Linked DNA regions of Sus scrofa: region 2 is linked to region 1. Evidence: chromatin contacts called from public Hi-C data. All regions are on one chromosome and are shown on one strand. Each heading gives the region's core, a stretch centred on a gene start, on an enhancer-like site or on the middle of the called end of the contact. The rest is flanking DNA. Distances are from core to core; before and after follow the strand shown. Region 1 holds the start of PYGL (glycogen phosphorylase L). Region 2 holds the start of TRIM9 (E3 ubiquitin-protein ligase TRIM9).

Region 1 (4,546 bases), core at 1,508-4,007:
GTGTTTGTTTGATTTGTTTTTGTTATTGAAGTATAGTTGATTTATAATATTATATTAGTTTCAGGTGTACAACATAGTGATTCAATATTTTTATAGCTTATATTCCATTTAAAGCTATTACAAAATAATGGTTATATTTCCTGTGCTGTACAATATATCCTTGCCGCTTATTTATTTTATGTATAGTAGTTTTCCTACCCTAATCCCCTCCCGCTGCTGCTCCACTCTCACTTTTGTTAGTTTGTTAGTTTGTTTGTTTTGGCTGCACCCAGGTGTAAGTTCCCAGGCCAGGGATCAAACTCATGACAGCACTAGATTCTTAACCCATTGTGCCACAAGAGAACTCCTCCACTCTTACTTTTTTTTTTTTCCTCTTGCTTTTTAGGGCCACACTCATAGCATTTGGAGGTTCCCAGGCTAGAGGTTGAATTGGAGCTGCAGCTGCCAGCTTGCATCACAGGCACAACAATGCAGGATCCAAACCACATCTGCGACCTACACCACAACTTGGGGCAACACCGGATCCTTAACCCATTGAGCAAGGCCGGTGATCGAACCTGAAACCTCACGATACTAGTTGGATTCGTTTCTACTGCGGCACCACAATGGGAACTCCTCCACTCTCAATTTTAATTTAAGATGGCCAATCCTCATCCTCGTGTCATCCTCACTGGCCTCATCCAGATGGCCAATCCTCATCCTCATGTCTCCTAAATGCTTTCCCATGCAGGTCATTAGTATTGCAGGTATTGCATGTTGTATAACTGGCAATGGACTGTTTCTAAAATGATAGCTTAATACCACTTTTTAGAAGAGGCTTCTGATATCCTACAATACCATGTGTTTGCCCTTGCCAAAGTTAAACACACATACACACCCAAATAAATACAACAAAGTTGGAGGTGAACAGTGCAAAGATCAGCCTGTACTGCCCAGTAACACAGGCTGCTTTGTTTTATGTAAACAAGGCAAACAGCTCAGTTAGTTATCCCTTCATTTTATAGGCACACATCTTTCTCTTTTCTCCTCCCCCCCCCCCCTGTTCAGCTAAAACATAATTCAAACAAGAGGCCTAAGGTAAAAGCCCCTGCCACTTAACCAGCCTGAAGGTCCAACTCAGGACTTCTGATTCTCATTAACCTGTCTCTGCAGCTGAACAGTAGGGTATTTTGACAAGGCAAGCCTGGGTCTAAGAGTCAATAACCCCAAATTCCTGAGTCCTCAAAACCTGAACTGAAAGCAAAGGGCACCCTGGGGTTCCTTTCTGAGGTCCAGGATCCAAGATGGGAGGGGCGCCAAGGACTTAGAGGGACATTCAACAACTGAAATAAGAGTGCAGACACTCCCCCACCCCCATCCCTGCTGAAGCTTGTGGTAGAACCCACTCCAGGTGGGAAATAACAGCAATAATAACAACATAGCAAATAAATCTCTGTAAAACAAAAGTTTGCCAGCAACACGTTGTTACCCGAATGGGGTTTGCCTCTTGGTGGGTGTCAGCCAAAAGACACAGCCAAGCCAAATATGCAGATAAGGAAACAAGTAAACAGAATACCAGGGATCTTTCCCAAGCAGTATCTCTCCCAATGGCAAAATGGGGGAATTTTTTTTTTTTTTTTTTTTTTTGTCTTTTTAGGGCCGCACCCACAGCATATGGAGGTTCCCAAGCTAGGTGTCCAGTCGGAGCTGTAGCCGCAGGCCTACGCCACAGCCACAGCCACAGCAAGGCAGGATCCAAGCCGAGTTTGCGACCTACACCATGGCTCATGGCAACGCTGGATCCTCAACCCACTGAGCAAGGCCAGGGATCAAACCCACAACCTCATGGTTCCTAGTCGGATTTGTTTCCGCTGCACCATGAAGGGAACTCCAAAATAGGGGAATTTTTAAGCTATGGGTACATGCATATCAGGAAGGGGCTTGGGCTGAGAACTCAGGAAAGAAATGGGGTAAATGTAAACAGAGTCCAAGCTTTAGTTGAGTAAAGTCTGGAGGGTCAGCGTCATCATGCCATCCCCCACCTGGATGGGGGCCTTAGTTCCTGCAGAACATAAAGGGTATGGGATTGTCAATATATCTGGAACTGGACGGTTTTATTGCTGACCTCCTGTTTCTTGACCGCTTTTCATTTGTTCCTGCATTCTCTTATTTTCCTTACTATCCATAGTTACTGAGACCTATGCAAGGGCTTAGCAGCTTACATCACAAAGGGGCTTAGGCCAAAAATGCCTTCTTTTATTTCAAGAAAGCCGTGCCTGGTTCTCTTTCTCCAGGGGCTCCCTACCTTATCTGCTTACCACGCTTTCACACACTGACATACTTCTAGTACCCAAGACTTTAGAGTGAGGAGACAGAACCAATGTCCCATCCACCCGCTCCCCCGCATCGCCCCAACAGACACATAATCCACAGATCCGGAAGGGAGCCTCGCACTCTTGTGCGTCACCCAAGGTCCCACCTTCTGCCGCCAAGAGGGTTCAGCCCCTCCTGGCCACCAGCCAGGCAGGAAGGCTGAGCACGCTCGCCCTCAGACCTCAGCTACCGCCCAGCTCCGCCCAGAGCCCCGGGAGGGGCCGGCCCTCCCTCCGCTGCGCCGGACAGTCGTGGGAGCTGGAACCCGGGCGGCGCCGTGCGGAGGGGCAGACCCCAAACTTTCCTGAGACTCAAAAGCGGCCTGCGGCGCGAAGAGGCTCCGCCCCTGTCCTGCCACCCGGCGCCTTGGGAAGCGCGTCCCGCTGGCTGCGCTGCCCGCCGCCATGGCCAAGCCCCTGACAGACCAGGAGAAGCGGCGGCAGATCAGCATCCGCGGCATCGTGGGCGTGGAGAACGTGGCCGAGCTGAAGAAGGGCTTCAACCGACACCTGCATTTCACACTGGTCAAGGACCGTAATGTGGCCACCCCTCGCGACTACTTCTTCGCGCTGGCGCACACAGTGCGCGACCACCTGGTGGGGCGCTGGATCCGCACGCAGCAGTACTACTATGAGAAGTGCCCCAAGGTACGAGCCCGGCGCCGCGCGGTGGTTTCCTTGCCGCCCATGCACCGGTCGCACCCTTCCGGGGCCGCGCACTCCAGCAGCCGGCTGTCCTGGCGGCGTCCGGGGCCGTTGGGAGGAGCCCTCGCTGTGACCTCTCCTAACCCGGCTCTCGCTGCCCGGGAAGTCCAGGGCAGTGTCTGGGCGGCGGCTGGGCAGCCCGGGGGACAGATCCGGCACTCCGCTAACACCCCACCCCGAGCGTCATCTCACCCAAACCACAGCTCTGCCCGCCCCCAGGGACCGTCCCGAGTAGATGGCTAGGCCTCCCTCGCCTCTCTGCTTAAATTCATTAACTTTTTTGGTGCATCTACTCTTAAGGTTTTAATCCAGAGGTAGCTGGCGTCTCCTGGGTGCCAGGCACAGGCCCCAGATAGTAGGCCCTGAACAAAGCGGTTAATGCCTTGCCTCGGGGAAGCTCAATGTTTAGGGAGGAGAGACGAATGCAAAGATCGTCAAAGGGCAGTAGGAGCTGAGGGGGCAGGTGGGCCAGAGTTGGAGGAAGGTGCTTTGAGGACTAGGTGGCCTGCTGTAGGCACTGCCTGGGTGTGGTGGAGAGGGAGGATAGAGTTCTCCCCCATCAGAGCTCTGTCCCCACCCCTCCCCTGCTTTCCCCAGTTCCTGGGAGTCGGGCGTGGAGGACTTGGCAGCCCTTTTGTTGTTGTTTTTTGTTTTGTTTGTTTGCTTGTTTGACCGCCTCACTCGGCATGTGAAAGTTCCCAGGCCAGGGATTCATTCGGTGGCACCACAGCAGCGACCAAGCCAATGCAGTGACAACGCCATATCCCGCTGCGCCACAGAAGAACTACCTCCTGGACTGACTTGAGTCCTGCGGGGTGGAGGTGCAGGGCCAGGCTACAGACTTGCTGTAACAGGCTGTTCACAGACCACCCCTACCCACTGCGCAGGGGCTGGAGTGGACGCTGCCTCATCACGGAGGAACACTCTACCTGGCCGATCTGGGAAGGGGAAAATTGAAGAGGACTTGGCAACCAGAGGGATTGTGTTGTGCAGAGACAGGGTGAGAGAGCAGCGCTGGCAGCTGCAGTGAGGGTGGGTGTGAGTCTTGGGAGAGGAAACTGGAAACGCTGGTTGGAGGTGTATTGAAAACCGTGAAAGATGGGGTAGATCCTAGAGGCAGTCGGAAATATATGTAAACGTTTATTGGCTTTTTTTTTTTTTAATATCTAAAGCATGAAAAAGAATAGTTCATGTTCCCAGTGCTCAAAGAACCTCTGAGCAAAAGAAAGTTCTCAAAGTAGAAACTGCAGCTGTAACAAAGCTTTCAAATGGAAAGTAACTTCCTCACCCCAGAGGCCTCTACCCAAAGGTAGCAACTGCTAGAAGACATCCTTAGAAAACACTTTATGTATACATATATTTACTGTATTTTTTATTTGGATGGAGGGGACCGCACCTTACATCAAAAGTTATTTTTTGTGGCTCAGCGGTAACGAACCTAACTAGGATCCATGAGGATACCGGTTCTATCCTTGGTGTTGCTCAGTGGG
Region 2 (4,546 bases), core at 1,448-3,947, 130 kb before region 1:
CGCTAATTCCATTCACGAAAGTTTTTCCAAGGACCATACCTCCTAATACCATCACCTTGGGTGTTAAGATTTCAAGATAGGAATTTTGGAGACACACATTCAATCCATAGCAGTTGATATACTGTAATAAGCAAAGCTCAAACTCATAAAAGACTAACAGCTGCTCTGGAGTTCCTGGCTTGGGTTACTCCTGTGTCACCGGTTAGATCCCTGGCCTGGGAACTTCTATATGCCCTGGACATGTAGCCAAAAAATAAAGAGTAACAGCTGCTCACCTTGAAATGTCCAAAGCACTGGCCCAAGGCTACTACAGCTGGCCAAATGCATATAAAAGTCATTTAAAGGATTGTAAATTATGAGTGGTACTGACACTCCTTCCTAACAATTTATTAAAATTAATTACTTTTATTAGCAAATTCTCTTGAGATCTATAAATTAGATGTATCCTGTAGATATTGATAATGTTCCACTCACATGAATAAGTTCAGTATCTGTAAACAGTACTTATATGTCTTTGGATATTCAAAACTAGTTAAAAGCTAGGTTAAAAATAAATCACATAGCATTTGGGATTAGCATAACTTTAAATAACAATGAGAACTTTTTTTCCCTAAACAATGATCACATGCTGTTTTTATTGCAACTGAAGAAGGTGTTGGAAAGATAACCTAGTTTATTGGACTATTTCTCTAAGGGCAGGATTAAAAAAGTCTGCATTTTTTGTTGCTGTTGGCTTTTTTTTTCTGTGCAGTAAAGTCGTTTCAATGAGCTGCACATAATCAAGTTATCTCTTTTTTGGAAGACTGAAAATTGGAAGATTTCTTAGATCTTGAAAGGAATTTTTGTCATTTACTTCATGAATCGTTTAGCAAAAGGCAGCCATGTACTCCTTCAAATAAGTTACTATCTCAGAGTATCACTATGTCGCTTAAAAATTTGGGGGAGGGAGTGGATTTTTTGTTTTTTTTTTTTTTTTTTTTTTTTGTCCCGCATCATCAAATCAACAGTTCTGCAGGCTATCTGACAAAAGTTAATGACCAATTCAATTAATGTTGAGTTCTGGTGATTTTCTTAGACCATAAAAGGGCCCATTTCCAAGTTGTAACAGCAGGTAGCCCACTCAGATCTGCAGTACCTTTGAGAATACCAGACCAACAGCTCTGGTGATAGGAGAATAATATGCTATACAGTTTCACAGGGCAATGTCCAGACAGGACATTGTGATGAAGCTGTTTAAAAGATCAAAAAGATCCCCGGAGTTCCCTTTGTGGTGCAGTGGAAATGAATCCGACTAGTATCCATGAGGTTAAGGATCAAATGGGTTAAGGATTCTGAGTTGCCTTGAGCTGTAGTGTAGGTCGCAGGTGCTGCTGGGATTTGATCCCTAGCCTGGGAACTTCCAGGTGCTGGGTGTGCAGCCCTTAAAAAAAAAAGTCTCAGACAACACTGGGATCTGTTGAGCCTGAGGAAGATATTAGTGATAAAGCAAACATGGTATTTATAACATATTTAACGACTAGTGGAACCCAGGTGAAGAGTGTCAATATGGGTGTTCATTGTACTAGTCTTTAAACTTTTTAAAAGAAAAAATTAGAGGACTCTAAATTCTGATTTCTCATTCTGGCCCCCTTTTCCTAATCTGGCTTCCTGAAAGCAATTTTCTTGTTGCCATTATGTTATTACTGTGTATGTTTGTTGGATAAATTAGACACATCTTCAAGAACTAGAAAAATACTTTAATGATTGAAAACCAAAATAAATACATCTCATTACAAAAACGAAACGAAACAAAAAAACCCAATCAGTTCCACCGGCAAGGGGCAGCAATGTTTGGGGAGAGGGAGAAGCATGCTTAGTATATGAAGACTAACACTAGAACTAGTCCCCCCCCCATCACCATCATCGCCACACACTTTCCCTGAAGAAATGGAAAGAAACCATCATCCTGGAAGCTGTGGTAGATGCTCGGGCCACATAACATTGAATAAGTCTATTTGGAGACACATGAGACTTCACAGTGACACAACGTTTCGTGTCCAGAACTAGTTTTCTAAACTATAGGCACTCAGGCAACCCATTTCTGCCTCAGTTGAACCAAAGGTTCTGCTGGCCTTGTGAAAGCTCAGCCAGGCACTGCCTGAGATTTGGGCGCTGCGGGGGGTGGGGAGTGGTTGTAACTGAGAGGGGGCAGGGGACCTAGAAACGTTCACACCAAACAGTAAGCAGCCTCAAGGGCCGAGCCTGAATTGAAAGCGTGAAATGAAGGGGGCAAAGCTTTTAACTAATATACCAAACCTTTACACCCATGACCTAGTTTAAATCTCATGGCAACATTAGGTAGTCGATATTATAAATCACCTTTGAGACAGCAAAAAAACAGGGTGAAAGAAGCGAAGAGACTCCCTCAGGGGCTCGCGGCCGGCGCCGTCAGACTACGGGATGCGGCAGCGCCAGGGGCGGGCTTTCTCGGATTCCTGAGGGGGAGAAACGCCCGGCTGCAGTACAGAAACCTAGGCCTGGGTGAGGCGGTGCCAGCAGCGGAAAAAGGAGGGTCCCCTGCGAGGCGCAGTGCCAACCGAGGGGAGGTCGGCGCGGAGACCAGAGCTGCAAACCAAACAAACCAAACGCAGACGCTAGCGGCAAGCACCAGCCCCTCCGCCAGCCCCCTCGCTGCGGGGAGGGGTTTCTCACGCCCCGCTCTCGGGTGACTGCGCCGGAGGTCGGAAGGAAGCGAGGCGAGGGATGAGTCATCCCGCCTAATTCCTCTTTCCCGGTCCCCTCGCCTCCGCGCGCCGGCCCCCTCCCGAGATCTTGAAGCCGGGAGCGAAGATTCCCCACATCCTCAGAGTCCTCCACCAAACCCCCTGTGGCCTGCGGAGGAGAGAGAAGGACGGGCCTTGTGGCCAATGAGAACTTTGCTCTCTCGCCCGCCGTCCAATAGGCCGCTGTTTATAAGCTGGGGCGGGACTAGGAGGATAGGAGGGGGCGGCCCCAGGTTGGCGCGCGCCGCTGCTGTTCTGTGGCTCACAGAGAGAGCGCCTCACCAGGAGTCGGCGCCTAGGCGACACGGAAAGGCGCCACTGCCACAGCCGCCGCTGCTGGCCAAGGTGCTGGACAAGACAGGCCCGTCGGCCACTCGTCAGCTCAGGCGCCGGTTGCAGCCGCCGCTGCTTCGCTCCCAGCCCAGTCCCCATGGAAGAGATGGAAGAAGAATTAAAATGCCCCGTGTGTGGCTCCTTCTACCGGGAGCCCATCATACTGCCCTGCTCTCACAATATATGTCAGGCGTGCGCCCGCAACATCCTGGTGCAGACCCCGGAGTCGGAGTCCCCTCAAAGCCGACGGGCCTCGGGCTCCGGGGTCTCCGACTATGACTATCTAGACCTGGACAAGATGAGCCTGTACAGCGAGGCGGACAGCGGCTATGGCTCCTACGGGGGTTTCGCCAGCGCCCCCACTACCCCGTGCCAGAAGTCCCCCAACGGCGTTCGAGTGTTTCCCCCAGCTATGCCGCCACCGGCCACCCACCTGTCACCGGCCTTGGCCCCGGTGCCCCGCAACTCCTGTATCACCTGCCCCCAGTGCCACCGCAGCCTCATCCTGGATGACCGGGGACTCCGCGGCTTTCCCAAGAACCGCGTCCTGGAAGGGGTAATTGACCGCTACCAGCAGAGCAAAGCGGCGGCCCTTAAGTGCCAGCTCTGCGAGAAGGCGCCCAAGGAGGCCACCGTCATGTGCGAACAGTGCGATGTCTTCTACTGTGATCCGTGCCGCCTGCGCTGCCACCCACCCCGGGGGCCCCTAGCCAAGCACCGCCTGGTGCCCCCGGCCCAAGGCCGGGTGAGCCGGCGGCTGAGCCCGCGAAAGGTCTCCACCTGTACAGACCACGAGCTGGAGAACCACAGCATGTACTGCGTGCAGTGCAAGATGCCCGTGTGCTACCAGTGCTTAGAGGAAGGCAAGCACTCCAGCCACGAAGTCAAGGCATTGGGGGCCATGTGGAAACTGCACAAGGTGAGTCCTAAGAAAACCCATCCCTAACTCCCCGCACCTCTGATCTTCTGGTTTCGCACTGTCCTTTGGCGCACAGTGCATACCAGCGGGGGCGCAATGCAGGTGCCTCAAATACCTGCTTCCCCTGCCTTGCGCATTGCAGGAGGCGCAGAGGGACCTTACACGGCGCACAGGGGAGTGGAACCTCTCTAGAGACTTGTTTCGGGGGTGCGTAGAGCGGGTCTCCCGGGGCGCGCTGCCTGCGAGCCGGGTGCAGGTCGCCCACTCCCGGAGCTGACCGGCAGCTCTAGGCCGCCACCAGCGTGCGGGAAAACGATGCATAACTGGGCCAACCCGCGGCTATGCTTGGGGCTGCCAGGGACGCTCCAGGGCAGAGGTGGTTGTGGGGCTCCAGCCGTGATCCCCCAGGGAGAAGATGGGGGCGGCTGAGCAGGCAGACCACTGGGAGCTGGAGCTCCTGGATAGGCTGACGCCTGGAGTCGCGGTGGGGGTGGGGAAAAGAGCCACGAACAGAATACTGATACGTCGGCGC

The links. A called contact is a pair of places that touch in the nucleus more often than the background predicts.
Region 2: a Hi-C map of embryonic fibroblasts shows a contact between it and region 1, with 2.1 times the contacts expected there. The contact joins the promoter of TRIM9 here to the promoter of PYGL in region 1. A contact is called at or near these places in 1 of 5 promoter capture datasets (liver), 9 of 47 Hi-C or Micro-C datasets (brain, embryonic fibroblasts, epiblast stem cells and 4 more) and 1 of 2 datasets of contacts at active chromatin or transcription factors (skeletal muscle).

Annotation. Positions count from the first base shown.
Region 1 is chr1:180,702,335-180,706,880 of Sscrofa11.1, reverse strand. It overlaps PYGL (glycogen phosphorylase L), which reads left to right and starts at 2,757. Exons shown (of 21, transcript NM_001123172.1): 1 at 2,757-2,999. The coding sequence starts at 2,757.
Region 2 is chr1:180,828,706-180,833,251 of Sscrofa11.1, reverse strand. TRIM9 (E3 ubiquitin-protein ligase TRIM9) reads left to right here and starts at 2,697. Exons shown (of 13, transcript XM_013993398.2): 1 at 2,697-4,014. The coding sequence starts at 3,193.